Regions from separate parts of the Gossypium hirsutum genome. Here all the other regions are linked to region 1. The links are chromatin contacts, called in public Hi-C maps. All regions are on one chromosome and are shown on one strand. The core of a region is the stretch at or near the end of the contact, and the rest is flanking DNA. Distances in the headings are between cores, read along the strand shown.

Region 1 (5,056 bases), core at 969-3,468:
ATGTGGAAATCCATGTATATTTCATAAAAAAAAATTCAACGAAAAAGATTCACAAATTTTGTTTAAAAAAATTAATGGAAAGGATTGTATGAAACAGTGACGCCACGTCATCTGTATCCCTTTCCAATAGTTTTATGCCACATCAGTACTCTTATCCTGAATTTCAGGATTTTATCCTGAAAAAAATCAAATCCAAATTAAAATACTAAAATTCAGGATAAAAGTACTGATGTGGCATAAAACTATTAGAAAGGGATACAGATGACGTGGCGCCACCGTTTCATACAATCTTTTCTCTTACTAGTAAAGTACACAAAGAAAGTTGCATTGCCTATTATGCCAATAACAGTAAAATTTTAACAGTCGAGTCAATTTTTCTATCTCATAAAAAATAATTTAACTAAATTTTAAATGTTAAAATCAAAATAATTTTTTTTAAAAAAAAGTTAAAACCAAAATAAAAAAAAGTGAGGAAATTAAACATTTACCCATTTCTTTTGGAAACAACCCATGTAGTTGATGACAAGAAGCGAGAATTAATGGATGATTGGTGAAAGACAGATGTTAAATGGTTTCTAGAAAGGTTATCTATGTTGGAATGTTGATAACATTTGAAGAGTCTCTCCTTCTTGCCATTGACCAAAAAAGGTTGGAGGACTTCTAGATAGCTTGACATTAAGAGGCATAGACTTAGGACCATACACATTTGATTTTTCAACATTAATTTATTTATTTTCTTAATATAGTTAGAGTTGCTTAGTCTTTTTACATATGAATGTATGTTCCATTAGTACAGACTTGCACAAAATATATATTAATTGCTTGGCTCGAAAAATAATATTATTTGGTATTATATCATTTCCAACCTAATTTAAAGTTGGAACATAGCATATAATACCATATTCATATGTATGCCTAACTTCGAAGTTGGTGCTTCCATGCTTTTGGTATTTAATATTCTTATGCGACAAAGATATATGTATAATAAGTTAGTTAAAACATAGCATTATACTAATTATAAAAATACGTTATTTTTTAATACGAATTATTACTCTAATAGTTTATCCAGGTAAATGATTTGTATTTAAGTTATTAATTTTGATTTTTTGCAAAATTTTCAAATTTGGATTGGTACTCAAATTAATCACGTTATTGGTTCATGATTTAATTGTTGCGATAAGTTCTATAAAATAAATTATTAATAAAATTATAAAATAAAATATTAAAAATTCAATTCAATCATTTTTTTTGTTTAGTTCGTACTGATTTTTAAGTTAACGATTGAAAATCTCTCACCAAATTAATATCTCAATTGATTCTTAATCTAACCGATCAGCATGATCTAGTTCAAACAAGCTTAGACTTTTTTAATAAATCCTACACTTTATCACCCTATAAAAAAAATATATGATATTTTAAATACAAGTGTAATACATTAAAATAATAATATAATACAATTGAACTTTATCCCAATTGATACTGTTGCTATTGTAACAATGACGAATATATGAATTTGAGTAAAGGGTTGAAAAGAGATTATAAATACAAATAGGTAGTTATCAAAGGCTAGGCCATAAATTGTTGATCCAATTAGTACGTTTAGTTTTAATTAAATAAATTATTAAAAATTTATAAAATTTTAAAAAATTATAAACTTTAATTCAACCACTAATTTAATCAAATTTAATTGACTCATATCAATTAATAAGTCAATCGATTATTTGTATTGCTTCAGATACATAATTCAATATTAATTGATTCTCGTTAACAATCTTTAATTCAGTTACAAAATCATTATGTTGTAGGTATAAAAATTGGATTCAATTCTAAATAAACTCACTCCCCTCTTTCACTTATCCGGGAGTAAAAATTAAAATAGATGATTTAAGAATTAGAAAAATTAAAAAAATTGGTAATTAAGAAATAGCCGTCCGAGTTGAAAAAACGAGGCTTTAAAATTTGAAGACAAAAGTTTCCGAAGATTAAACGTGTCATTTCTGTCTCCTTCTAGAAGAAAAAATCAAGATTGAAGCACAAAAACAAATATACTTACAGGATGACGATTTTATCCTCAACCCATCAGCCGATGGAAACAAATTTATCCCGTAATAAAACCATAAAATCAAGGGCAATCTCTTAAAATTAAAGAGAGGGGACCAGCGGGTCGCCCCATTTAGCTAACAAACCCGTAACTACAAAAACCGCCCGCCCTCACCATCTTCATTGTCCCCCTCTTCACTTCTTTAAATCCTGGCTAGCTTATTTTGACTCCCTCCATTTTCTCATTATCAAAATCCAACACAAAAATCTAGCTTAATACAACACTTTAAGATTGTTTCTTATTACCTTAGCTCTGTTTTTAAGCTTCAAAATGGCGGATATGGAGGGAGATTGTAGAGGAGTACCGGAGAAGGAAGTTGATGTTGCTGAAGAGATCAAGGTTAGGGAAGACAATAATACTAGTAATAAGATACTGAATCAGCAGGAGAAAAAGAAGAAGATGAAGAAAAAAAAGAATAGAAGATCATTGAGTTTGCCGAGATTTGGATGCTTGAGAACGAAATCCCACGAGAACGGAGGTGTCGATATGGAAGTCCAGTTTCCGGGAGAGCGTAACAATCCTACTCATCTAGTTATCATGGTTAATGGCATCATTGGCAGGTTAATCTCGGTTTTAATCGTTTTTTTATTAATATTATTTATGTGTTCCGAACTGCTTGATTGATTTTTGGATTGGTATCTTTGCAGTGCTCAGAATTGGAGATTTGCAGCGAAGCAGCTTTTAAAGACGTATCCTGAGAATGTTATTGTTCATTGTGAGTACTTCGGTACTCCATTTTTTTTGTATGTATTAACTGTGATTATGCTAAATGCTAATTAGTTTCAAGTTAATGATTTACTCATCTCACCCTTCTCTTCTTACAAAGTTATTTTTTTGAACTGTTTCATAATTAATCTCTAATAGAATTTCATAAGTAGTCTGCTAAGTAATTTGGAGTCTTATACTCCAATGCTGTTGAATTAATTTAACCTGGGTTAGACTTTAGATCTATCCGAAGTTATAAGTAGATAAGTCTCACCAATGACTGATCCAGGATTCAAATTTTGATTGTTATTCATCAAATTGTGTTTTTTTCTTATTTAATATTTTGCTGGATTGTTACCATCCTAATTAATTGGTGAAGAGAACGCAAGACCCATTCACTAAATGAATATTCGTGATAATGAGTTAATGATATTGTTGATGAATTTCATGGTGAAATAAGTACTGAATGGTTAATGACTTAATGCGCAATGCAGGCAGTGAGCGCAATTCTTCAACGTTGACATTTGATGGTGTCGATGTAATGGGCGACAGATTAGCAGAGGAGGTATGTGTGCTATCAATTTTATTTGTCTTCAATAAGGTTCATTATTCATGATTGCAACTCAGATTATTTTCCAATTTTGCTAACTGCCGTTTACCGTTGATATGTTATTGTTCTGTAGTTTGATACTCTGTACTTCCATTTTTACCATTTATAATATATATATATATTTGACAGAAATCATTTATATTAATTTAAGTTTACCTTTTTCAGGTTAAACTTGTCATAAGCTGTCACCCAAGTGTTCAGAAGATTTCTTTCGTTGGTCATTCATTAGGTGGCCTTGTAGCAAGGTATGCCATTGCGCGGCTTTATGAACAAGACCTAACTCAAGAAACTTCTCAAACAAATGGAGATTGTGGAACTGACCATTTGGGAGATAAAGATTTATGCCCTGAAGGGCAATTAAAAGGCAAAATTGCTGGACTAGAGCCCATGAATTTCATTACATTTGCAAGTCCACACCTTGGGTCTCTGTGGCATAAACAGGTAGTTCATTCATGCTCCAAGAATTATTGGATAGATTTCTTTCCCTCACTATTCGAGTATGAAATGCACTTTTGAAGTTTAGTCTTCAATTAAGTTCTGATTGAGACTACTGATTCATCTTCTCTGCAGGTATGCAATAGAATGCAATTGAGTGATAACGTTGAACAATGAAGTCTTTGACCATTGAGTATGGGTTAACACTTTTTACATACAGATTGGTAATAGTATTCTTGTCATGGCTTTGCATTATTCAGGTTCCATTGTTCCGTGGCTCCCGTGCACTTGAAAAGTTTGCTGCTCGAATATCGTGGTTGCTTGGTAGAACTGGAAAACATTTGTTTTTGACCGATGGAAAGGATGGAAAACCACCACTTCTTCTTCGGATGGTCAACGATTGTGAAGATCTTAAATTTATGTGAGTTTTTGCAAGATTCCTTTGTTATTTTAAAGCGTGAGAGAGCGGATGGTAAATTACAGGCTCATATCTGTATTTTTCTTTAAATGCAGTTCTGCTCTGGGGTCCTTCAGGCGTCGTGTTGCGTATGCAAATGCAAGTTTCGACCGTATCCTTTTATTATATCAGTTGATTCTGCATTTATGTTTTCTCTGCATTACCAATTCTTCACGGATGATTTAATAATTGAACTAGATGTTTTAGGCTCTAGGACATGACCTATTCTCATCGAAACTATTCTGCCTGTTTAAGAACTTGACGCTGTTCTTAGATATTGTTGGGTGGAGTACCTCTTCCTTACGGCGACGAAATGAACTTCCTAAGGTAACCATCAAGCATATTCGTGGAAGCTTTTAATTGGTATAACCTGCTGTGAACCTAATGCCAACTTGGATTTCTGTCCATATCAGATCAAACATCTTCCAAGAAGTGACAGATACCCACATGTCATTAATGTGGAGCCAGCAAAAACAGCCACCCTTGATGAAACCCCCTTTGAGGCCAAAATCAATGGAGATGAGAAGATAAACATGGAAGGTTTGCTTATTATTTATATTTTAAAATTAGAAATCAAATAACTCTCTATAAAATTTCCTTTGTTATTTTTGGTTGGTGGCATCTTTCACTTCACTAGAATTGGTTTGTAATAATTCTTAGTAGTCACTGGGAGTTCTAGCAGATGTAAAAGATCAAAGGACAGCATAAAAACAACACTCTTCCCAATTTCAATCGGCAATGCATATGG
Region 2 (5,056 bases), core at 1,330-3,829, 420 kb after region 1:
CCTGCAGCAACCAACCCGCTAATATGTGCCATGTCAGCCAACATAATTGCTTTCTGCTTATCACAGACCTGTCAATAAGCAATTAGAGTCTCTTAGTATCTTAAAGGTGAGTCAAAATTTCCACTGATATATGAAGTCTTCCAACTGCAAGTCAAGGGTGTTTACCTTGCGTATACGAGCATAATCATAAAGGCGAGCATAAGCACTGGCACCAGCAACTATAAGTTTTGGTCTGAAAAGCACTGCACTTTTCTCTAGCTGCAAACATTTCAATTCATCTAAATCAACTATTTGAAAGAGTCTCTCAAGTTTCACCTAAGTCAAGAAAATACTTGCATGCAAGAAAATTTTCTGCAAAGAGATTTTGACACAGATAAGACGTGTAGCTTCCACTCCACTGTTGAATTTCATTTATGAAATATATGCAAGTTCCATACATCAGAAAAATCCAAACCATTCATTGAAATTTATTTTAACTATAAGATATAATTATTTCCTTTGTCAAATTATGCTTAAAGCATGTAATAAGTATTCACAAAATGTTCTAGCCATGAATCTCAAAAGGGTTGTGAGAAGTAAGAGAAACATTGATCAGAATGTGCATTCCAGGTTTTGAACTTGATAAAGTTGTTAGTTACACATGTCTAGATTACCCAAAATGCAGACACTGTTTCTGAAGATGCATGAAATTTAAGAAAGAGAAATTCACATCTCTACCAACATAGAAGAGAAGAGAAGAGAAGCGCTACCTGATCATAGTCAATATAACCTGTACCCTCATTCAATCTATATGGCATTGTCTCAAAGAATATTGACACAGCAGATATCTTCTTAGTGTCAGTCTGTATGATGCAAAGAAGAATCAACACTTGAGTTTCAAACACTATAAACACCAGTTGATTGGCCATAAAGTAATGTTACCTGATATGCTATTTCTTTAGAAAATAAATGCAGATAAAAAATAAAAAAAAACTAGAATTAACAAGAGAAGACAAAACTATAACCAAGTTCAGCAGAAAAGCTCGTGATTGATGGAATTGGTAAGCACCTGATAACCATGTGAAAGATGTCCACCATGGGGTAAATCTAGTGCCATAATTCGCTCATGAGGTTTCAACAATGCAGTATAAACCTGAAAGTTAGCAGGAGATCCGGAAAGTGACTGCACATTGACTGCATAATGAAACAGATACAGGATGAGTTATATGCTACCTAGAAAGTAAATATTCTGTACATAGAATCCTTCGCATGCTCAAAATAAAGGGTAAAAACAGATATTTAACTAAATATAGAAAAGGGTTTGCATGATCCATTCACCTCCCCACTTCGCAGGATCCAACCCAAAAGCCTCTAGTGCACGCGTTTGACACAAGGACTCAGCCATGTCAATGTATCTGATCAAATAGAATTAACAACATTAGACAGTGACTTTAACCAATTAATGTTACTCGGACTGACTTAAAGAAAAATGAAGAATCAGATCAACATAGTTATCAATAATTTATACTAAAAAGTAAAACCACATATAACATCTCTAGCAATGCATCTTATTTTCCAATTCAATCCCCTGAAAATTACAACCAGTCTGAAATCAATTTGTAGATGAACCCACATCCATTTTTAAACTGATATTAGCAGTGAAATAAAATTAACAATAGGCAAAATCAAAGTAGATCGTCTTAACTCGTTTCCTCCGTAGTATCTAGCACCAGGATACCCTTCACTGTACTTGTTGATCATGACAGAGCCCACTGCTTGCATTACTGATAGGGATGTAAAATTCTCTGATGGTATAAGTTCTAGTCCCTATTAGACATTAAACAGAAAATAAAATAAAAAACGATTTGATCTCTTAATCAATCAAATACCTGACTGAAGTTATAGAAAAGAAAATAGATTATAAAATAAAAACCAGAAATGCGAAAAAAAGGCTCGAGATTTGAATTTATTAACAAAAAAAAAAAACCTTCCATTGCCTAGCTTTCTCGAGTTCGATTATGGTAGCAATTTCAGGATCGATTTCCTCTAGCGGAGCATTCAACTGATGTATCCGCTGCACAACCAAACACGTTTTTAGTTTTTTTTTTTTTTGCATAAATCACAATTAAAAAGATCAAAGATCTAAAGCTCCTTTGAAAATAATATTACTAATGACGCTTACATTAGCACGAGCTTTCTCTTTCTCTGCCGCAGCTGTTGACTGCAAATGAAAAAAGAAATCAGAAAAAAAGAAAAAAAGAAAGAAAGAAAGATGAAATTTAACTAAAGAAGGAATGGAACAAAAAAGAAGGAAATAGAGATGTAGAACCATATAATAGAGGGAGCTGCCACTGAAGAGAGGTCTGGTTGGGGACTTGATGGAGGAAGACAATCTACGAAAGCTCATTGCCACCGCCATTACTCGCGTCTTGGCTCAGCTGTTCCAAGGGAAAAAAACAAAAGAGTGTTTAGAGTGGGTTGGTGGAGGACTGAAAATGTTTTGTTTGTGTTGGGATTATTATTGATATTATGTATAAGTAAAGTATTGAAGTGCGGGCTGTGATATGTCAGATCCAAGTTTGTTCGGGCGGGACGGGGTTGGTTGCTTTGCTTTTGCGGTGTAACGTCACTTTCTCAAATCTATGGAATATGGGTTAATTTGATAATTTTTTCCCTTTTACTTCAAATTTACAATTATTCTAGTATTTAATTTTTTTTCAAGTATTTTTTTTATACTTGAATGTGATAATTAGATTAGTTTTATCAAAGAAGATTTAATCACATAATACAATTTTATAGTATTATATCATCAAGCTTTTATAATTGTGAAAGAAATGTAAGTATCAAAATAAATTCAGTTGATAAACAAAACTCAATTCAATTCGATTTCAAAATTTGAAAAAAATTTAAATTTTGAGTTAATTGAACTGAGTTATTCAAGTTAACTCAAATAACAAACCCCTTCAACTCTTGTCAATTTTAGAAATGAACTAATTGATCTATCTTAACAAAAATTAAAAAAAACAAAATATTTTTTAAAAATTCAAAATATTCATAAAAAATTCAAAATTTATATGTTTTTAAATTATAAAAAAATTTCTAAACAATATATAAATAAAGTTAAAATTTTAAAATATATTAATTAATGATTTAAGTTTATCATGCTAAATTATCTTCTTCTTCTTTTTTAAATTTTTTGTAATATGGAATTAATTATAATGTAGCATATTTAATTTTTTTAATTTAACTCAAACAATTTCACTCGACTCAATTTAAAAAAAATCAAATCAAGTTAGAATAATAAAATATAACTCAATTAACTCTAATTTTTTTCACTCGATTCGGTTAAATGCTTACTCCTAATTGCTAATTAAATTACTCGAAATTTTTTTATACAAACTCTCACCCCTAAGCCTAAACCTAAACCTAAACCTGCACTCAAAATTATATTTTAAAAATTGAGAACAGTAGTAGTAGGTGACTGGTTCTAAACGTTGTGGTTTGAAATCTATAAAAGGTGGCCAAACTAATCAAAAAACAGTTTGGTTCATTAAAAAAAGAAAGTGAGAATCACAATATAGTTTTTCATTTTTATTATATTTGAAATGGAGGAATTAAATTGAATTTTGTATTCTCAATTTTTATTTTTATTTTTATTTTTTTTGTACAATTCAAAACTTCCCATATCCTTATACAAAACATTAAAAATCATGCAGCCCTTTCGCATATTTTATCTTACATGCTGCCTTACAGTTACACATTACTTACAGAATACGATTTGTGATACAAATACACAAATTCTCTTCATTTTTCTTTAATAACTTTTTTTTAAATAGAATATTGGACGCTTTGAGTAAGCAAACCGTCTCTCTCCAACAAGCCGATTAGTTATTATCCAGTCTACCATCCCAAACTACTTCCAGCTTCTATTCTAAACAGTCTCGACCGTATTAATAAGAACTTCTTGTGGGGAGGGACAGAATCACACTCGACACTACATTTAGCTAGTTGGGACATCATTACTCTCCTTAAACATAGGGGGTGTTAGATATATACCCCCCCCCCGCCAATATATATATAAAGCTCTCTTCGCTAAGTTGGGCTGGAGACTGATGCATGAGGACTCAAAACTCATATAGCTAAATACTTTCTGAACCCCAACAATTCACAACTTGTAATGAATACTTCTAAACATGGAGCTCCTTGCCAAAGATTACTACTTTATTCACCTCAAGGATCAATTGGGTTGTTCGCAATGGTAGGATGGTCTGGATTAGGAGCAGGCCCGCTTAACCAGGAGGAAGGTAGCTGGAATTTCAGCCGAGTTAGAGATAAATAGGAGGAATCTGGTATACATTGTTTTTCTGTGTTTATCCCACGAGATTTAACGGCCGCTTCTCGCTTGCAAGTGTGTATTTATTAGCACTAAAAGACTGAACCACAATCCTCATTTGTGGTAGCTCATTTGGAAAGCTAAGCTATCTCTGAAACTTAAGATATTCCTTTGGAAATGTGGCCTCAATGTGGTCTCCACCAAATCGTTCCTCTGACATAGGAAGCTAACGAGGAAAGACTCGTGTCCTCTGTGTTTATCTGCTCAGGAAGATATACAACACCTATTTAAGGATTGTCAGTTTACTCAAAAGTGTTTTGAGAGGGAATTTTTGCTTCTACCAAAGTCCCAATCATTTTTTATGTTGAATGGGTAGACTACACAGTAGATAATAACTTTGCTAAAATATGATCTGTAAAACCAAGGACCTATTAGAAGAAGTTATTTGTCTTGACCCTCACCCACAACGCCCTAATATTTGGAGATGATTGCCCGAAAGAACATAGTCCTAAATGAGTTTTTCGCTATCTCTAGCTGTAAATGAAATACATGTACCCAAGTTTGTTGCTGTCTTGAAAACCACCTCCAAAGAACTGGTTTAAACTTGATACCAATGGATCTTCTCTAGGAAACCTTAATAGAGTGAGTGCTGAGGATCTCATAAAAAAACCATTTTGGGAATTAAGTAATTGGAGGATATCTGCATATCCAAAGAACAGCAAATGTTGACGTCGAATTATAGGC
Region 3 (5,056 bases), core at 1,388-3,887, 270 kb before region 1:
TATTTTGAAAAGTAAAGAATAAATTCGAATAAAAATCCAAATTACGAAAAATACATCTACTTTTAAGCAAATTGTAACTTTAACTTCTCAAAAAATAATAATAATACAGTAACCCATGCAACGGTAAGAATTTAGTTTGATTACATAATGAGAAACACGTTCAATTAAATTTAGATCATGAATAATCAATCAATAAAATTTTCCTATTTGTTACCCACCTAAAGGACCAAGAACTAACAGCTAAATCACCTTGAATTTCATCGAAAAGGTCATATCAAACCTCATGACACGCTGGAAAACTCACTTTATTCCCAGCAAGCTCATATAAAACATATCCCCTATTTGTCAAGTTAGCTTTGAGGGTAAACCGCATGAATAGAACCCAGATCGTCTCCTTGCCCATTAGCTCTGGTTTCCAACAGTGCACTGCACCCGGAACACTGGATATATATAAACGGACACCTCGATAGAATCAGGTTATAACTCCTTTGTCAACTGTTAAAATGCCATAAATGTCACTTGTCACAGCCACCGTGCTCGTTGAGACGGCAAGAAATATCATCATCCATGATATTAGTCTATCTTTCTTTGTTGCAATTCCATGGGTGTCCCTGCATAAAGAATCCAGTAGCTAATCTTCAAAACTAGTTTTAATGTCTGGTGCACTCTGTTATAAACATATATAGTACTACACCATCTAACAAGGGGTTGCATGAAAGTTCATTTGACACTGAATTCAACAAAACATCTATTACTTTACCTAAGGGTGATGGCAGCTGGAAAGATATAACCAACACAAACTGCGGCGGTGGCACCAGTGAACTGGAAGGCATCCCAGATGCTAGGAATAAAGTTGGCTCCCATAAAGATAAAACCCATAAGAGCTACTGTCATTGAGAAGAACCTCTTTTCGGAAAAGGCAATAGGAATGGCATATGGAAATAAAAGACCATCTACGTTGAGACGAAGGGAGAAAAACACAATTGGGAAAACAAGCATCAAGTGAAGCCCGTAGCTCACTCTGATCAAGTCATCGAGCAACAAGCTATACGGAATTCCAAGATCACCATCAAAATTGGCAAGCACATCATCCAAAATATGATCTCCAAACAGAACTAATCCGAAGAAGCTGGTGGCAATGTAGAGAGAAGAGCAAAACATGAGGGACTTCCTAACAATTAACTTCATCTGTGTAGGGTCTCTCAGTTCATTCGCTATTGGGAGTACTGCACAGGTGTATCCAAGACAAAAGGAAATAGATAAAAACAAAAGGGTTGATCAATTGTCATATAAACAAGCATATATTAAAATTTTAACAATATTTGCCATGTAAGGAGGAGAGTTGTTGGAACACTTATTTCAGAGAAAACTTTTGTTACAATAGCGCATCATATTTGTAATTCTATGTAATGTTGAACCATAAATGGATTACTTGTTCTTCGCAGAGTTTTAGGTATCAACAGGTACATTAAGCATCTCTTACCGTTAAAGCATTCAATCAACTCAAAGATGCAACTAATTTGGTACAAATTGGAAGATAATCAACTTGAACCAACAACTAAACAAAACCAAATTATGATAATAAATACTTAGAAGTGTAGAAGGAATCAATCTCTGATGACTTACCGTTATGGTGGCATATATAAGCAGTGACTAGAACAGGAACAGTGGTGAAAAGCTTCCAAAACGATGCCTGGTTTTCAAGTTTCGGCATTAAACGAGGCATTTCGATTTTCCCTTCCATCAACTTAACAATGGTAACTCCCGCTGTTATTGCCACAAATACGATCACGAAACCAACTGACAATGCCGATGTGTATCTCAATGAATCTAAAATCACGAAAAACAACAAGCATTCAATAAAAGTATAGCAGCAATTTAGAATTTTTGAGGAGTGAGTTAGTTACCAACGCGTTTGAATGAAATGAAAGGTGCGAAAACGAAGAGCGTGGTGAACATGAGCAAAGCCGAACGCGTTGTCCACCAGTGTTCACCGAACCATTCTTCCATAACTCCCTTGTGGTGGAACCCATCCTCCCATGTCCCCGACAACACATCACCTGCAATCAATTCAAATTCAGAGGTGATCGAAGGGCAATTAGTCGTTCCACGAAGCTTAATTTTTTTTTTTGGGGGGGGGGGGAGGGTTTCAAACTTACCTATGATGATCATGTAAACCACAAGCATGCCCAAATTGTTGATGACGATGCAAACCTGAAGGATGTTACGGCCGGTCCCACCGAAAGCGTCAGCGGCAACGCCTGAATACGTGGCCGACTTGGAGGCTCGACTGAACCTAAGTATCTTATCGATGGATGATCCCGTTAGCATAGAGACGAATATGATTGCGAATAGACCCGGGATTAGGCCCAACTGATTGACGGTGGCTGGGAGCGCCATGATACCGGCTCCCACAACTGTGGTCGAGAGGTTGAAAATGGCTCCTGAAGTTGAAGCCCCATCAAAGCCGGCTTCGGGAGTCTCGAGTACTCGGTAGCCCTGCTTTTGTGGGAGGAGAGCCTCTCCTCGGGGACTCCGTCGGTGTTTACTGTCTGAGAAGGAGGGCATAATATTCATTTTCATCACTTTGGTGGTTAAAGCCGTTGAATGAGGCCGTTCAAGAAGAAGAGTCTTAGGAAGTTTTTGAAGATGATAGCAAGTCCCGAGTCGGGAAGGTCTTCACGCGGGAAGTGACCGGACGATAAATTGCGAACACGTGTAACTACCGTGAAAGTTTCCAGAAAATAGAAACGCAGCCAGCGAGAGAGGGTCCTTTGGGCTTTGAAGATTTCGTCCGTCACGGCCTTTCTTTTTGGTGTAATTTTATAGATCGAAATGGAAAGGCTCCAATAACACAATGGTTACGGGAAGTACAAGGAAAGCGAATGGCGACTTGACACCTATAAACCAATGACCTCATCTCCCTACATGAAAAAAAAAAAAACCAAGCTTTTGGTTGCTCAAAATGGAAATTTTATTAAATCTTCCTGTTACTTCTTTCTGTTATAGTAAAACTGCTTTCTTTTTTTTTTGTTGGTTCAATTATTAAATTACATTTTGTTTTACCAAGAAAACGAGAATTTCATTGGTGTAAATTATGTTTTTTCTGCCATTTGAGAGCCTTTTTTAGCTTTCAGTTTGCAACAGCTAGGCTAACCATTAAAGAGTCCATAAATGGACCATTGTCCTTCGGCCAACCCTAATTTGCTTGTGGGTGGGTTAATAATGCCTAACGTGGTCCCTTTAATTAGTTAATTCAAGTACCAAACCCGGGTGGTACGTTCACCTAGCTTTCAACAACGCTGTGGTTTGAATCTAAAGCACCTGCACTGCACTTTACCATTCCACCCACAAGCAAATTACCATCCATAAAGTAGGGGAAAAAAGGACTGAAATTACCTCGTAAGTTAAAGATGGATCAAGGGTTTCATCATATAACTTGGGTCTCTGACATTTTCTCAAAGTAACTTCATGCAAGGTGCCATAGCATGGTACTGTGCTACTGTCAATATTTAACTAATATCAGAGGGTTAACCATACTAAAACAGTTAAATCCAACACAAGGTATTTCAGGCTGCATTCCATGCATGTATGCCAGATATATGACCAAGGCACAACATCACATTGATAAAGTGTTAGTATCAAGTAAACAAGATTAATACTTGGCCATGTTAGAACTCACAAAAGTTTCCATCATCTTGCACATAGATAATTCAATGTTTTCTCTTTCTTTTGTTGCTTCCCTTGATCTTCTTGTCCGGAGCTGTCTGTGAAGACTGCAACTTTACGCCTACAGCTGAACTCCACAAAGCCCTTTCTACATCTGAAGGTCTGAAGGAGTCACCCATTGAACTTAGTTCCTGTAATAAGAAACATAGATCATCCTTTTCGGAAAGGTATTTCCTGGATCAGGCACATAGATGAATGATTAATTGATCATTCCCCATAACAACATGCATTACATTATGAGAAAATATTCTTGTTAGCCTATGAATAAAGCCAACAAAGGTACGTAGAAGGGGCACAGACTGAGGACGAAGTGAAAAGCTTATCACTTGTCAACATCAAGAATTCACATCTTTCCTTAATCAATTTTATCACTGGTAGGCTATTAATTTTAGGTCATAAGCAGTATAGCCAAAACTTCAGTGGCTTCTACACTGATTGAATAAGTTCTTCAAACAGACATACAATGGGCAAAGGTTCCAGTGGATATTAACAATTAGAGAATACTAGAGTTGCCTTGTTGTTCCTTAAGGAATATGATAGCGTTGCCCGGTCAAAACGCAATTAGCCGAGAATCAGAAACAAGGAAAACTAGAGACGGATTAAGGATCACCTATCAACAACATAAAACATTCAATAGAAACAAAACAATAAGACTGGCATCAGAAAGCTACAAATTCAGTGAGACAACAATGAAGCTTCAGAACAATATAAAGCGACCCTTGACCAGCTATCAACTCTGAAAACAATGAGTTCAGAAAAAGAAAGAAAGAACACTTGTGGTCCTGACTCCCGAAACTATGTTATTGTCAAGTAATTTCCCCTGCAAACACCATTTTGGGGAACCATGCAAAGTGTGTGCTCAATCAAAATAAGCAAAAGGAAAATGGAAACGAACTTCAGAACATGAAAATGAAAGAGATTTAGTCAATGGAAACTAAGTTCCACCTAAAATGTACAAAATTGAACTTCCAACAGGCTCCACAAGAAAAAAGATCAACATCTTAAATAGTAAAAGTTAACTAGTTCAAAGCCTAATCGATACCATCTGCAAAAAGCTAAGTATTTTTTAAATATTTCTTATTAAACTGCCATTATACTAACTTGAAAGTTACTAGCATATTTTAATTGCACAACATTGATCATCATCATCAAGACTAAATACAGGTAAGGATCATGCCAAAAGAACAACAATAATAACTCTAATAGGATAGAAAGGAATCTCACCAACCTTAGATTTGCTTTTTAGTTTTTCCACAAATAACAAGTATTGTTTTAACGAATAATCTTTGGAGCTTCCAAGCGCAGCCAACATAGCCTTGAATATAAA

What was found. Hi-C and Micro-C count contacts between places; a contact is called where the count stands out from the background.
Region 2: a Hi-C map of leaf shows a contact between it and region 1, with 2.8 times the contacts expected there. The contact joins the promoter of LOC107952202 here to the promoter of LOC107951131 in region 1. A contact is called at or near these places in 3 of 34 Hi-C or Micro-C datasets (all in leaf).
Region 3: a contact with region 1 is called in a Hi-C map of leaf, with 2.4 times the contacts expected there. The contact joins the promoter of LOC107951136 here to the promoter of LOC107951131 in region 1. A contact is called at or near these places in 13 of 34 Hi-C or Micro-C datasets (callus, hypocotyl, leaf and 2 more).

The regions. Positions count from the first base shown.
Region 1 is chrA02:19,339,680-19,344,735 of Gossypium_hirsutum_v2.1, reverse strand. LOC107951131 (putative lipase YDL109C) reads left to right here and starts at 2,218. Exons shown (of 12, transcript XM_041083005.1): 1 at 2,218-2,661; 2 at 2,749-2,816; 3 at 3,301-3,371; 4 at 3,582-3,857; 5 at 4,112-4,272; 6 at 4,365-4,420; 7 at 4,583-4,635; 8 at 4,722-4,848. The coding sequence starts at 2,372.
Region 2 is chrA02:18,922,369-18,927,424 of Gossypium_hirsutum_v2.1, reverse strand. It overlaps LOC107952202 (serine hydroxymethyltransferase 2, mitochondrial), which reads right to left and starts at 2,579. Exons shown (of 15, transcript XM_041082980.1): 1 at 2,309-2,579; 2 at 2,162-2,200; 3 at 1,967-2,053; 4 at 1,685-1,806; 5 at 1,318-1,394; 6 at 1,049-1,173; 7 at 750-842; 8 at 166-258; 9 at 1-68. The coding sequence starts at 2,398.
Region 3 is chrA02:19,612,014-19,617,069 of Gossypium_hirsutum_v2.1, reverse strand. It overlaps LOC107951136 (amino acid transporter AVT6A), which reads right to left and starts at 2,637. Exons shown (of 5, transcript XM_016886070.2): 1 at 2,160-2,637; 2 at 1,908-2,060; 3 at 1,627-1,830; 4 at 761-1,226; 5 at 61-611. The coding sequence starts at 2,583. The coding sequence ends at 473. It overlaps LOC107951137, which reads right to left. Exons shown (of 3, transcript XM_041083046.1): 2 at 3,683-3,860; 3 at 3,404-3,502. The coding sequence ends at 3,714.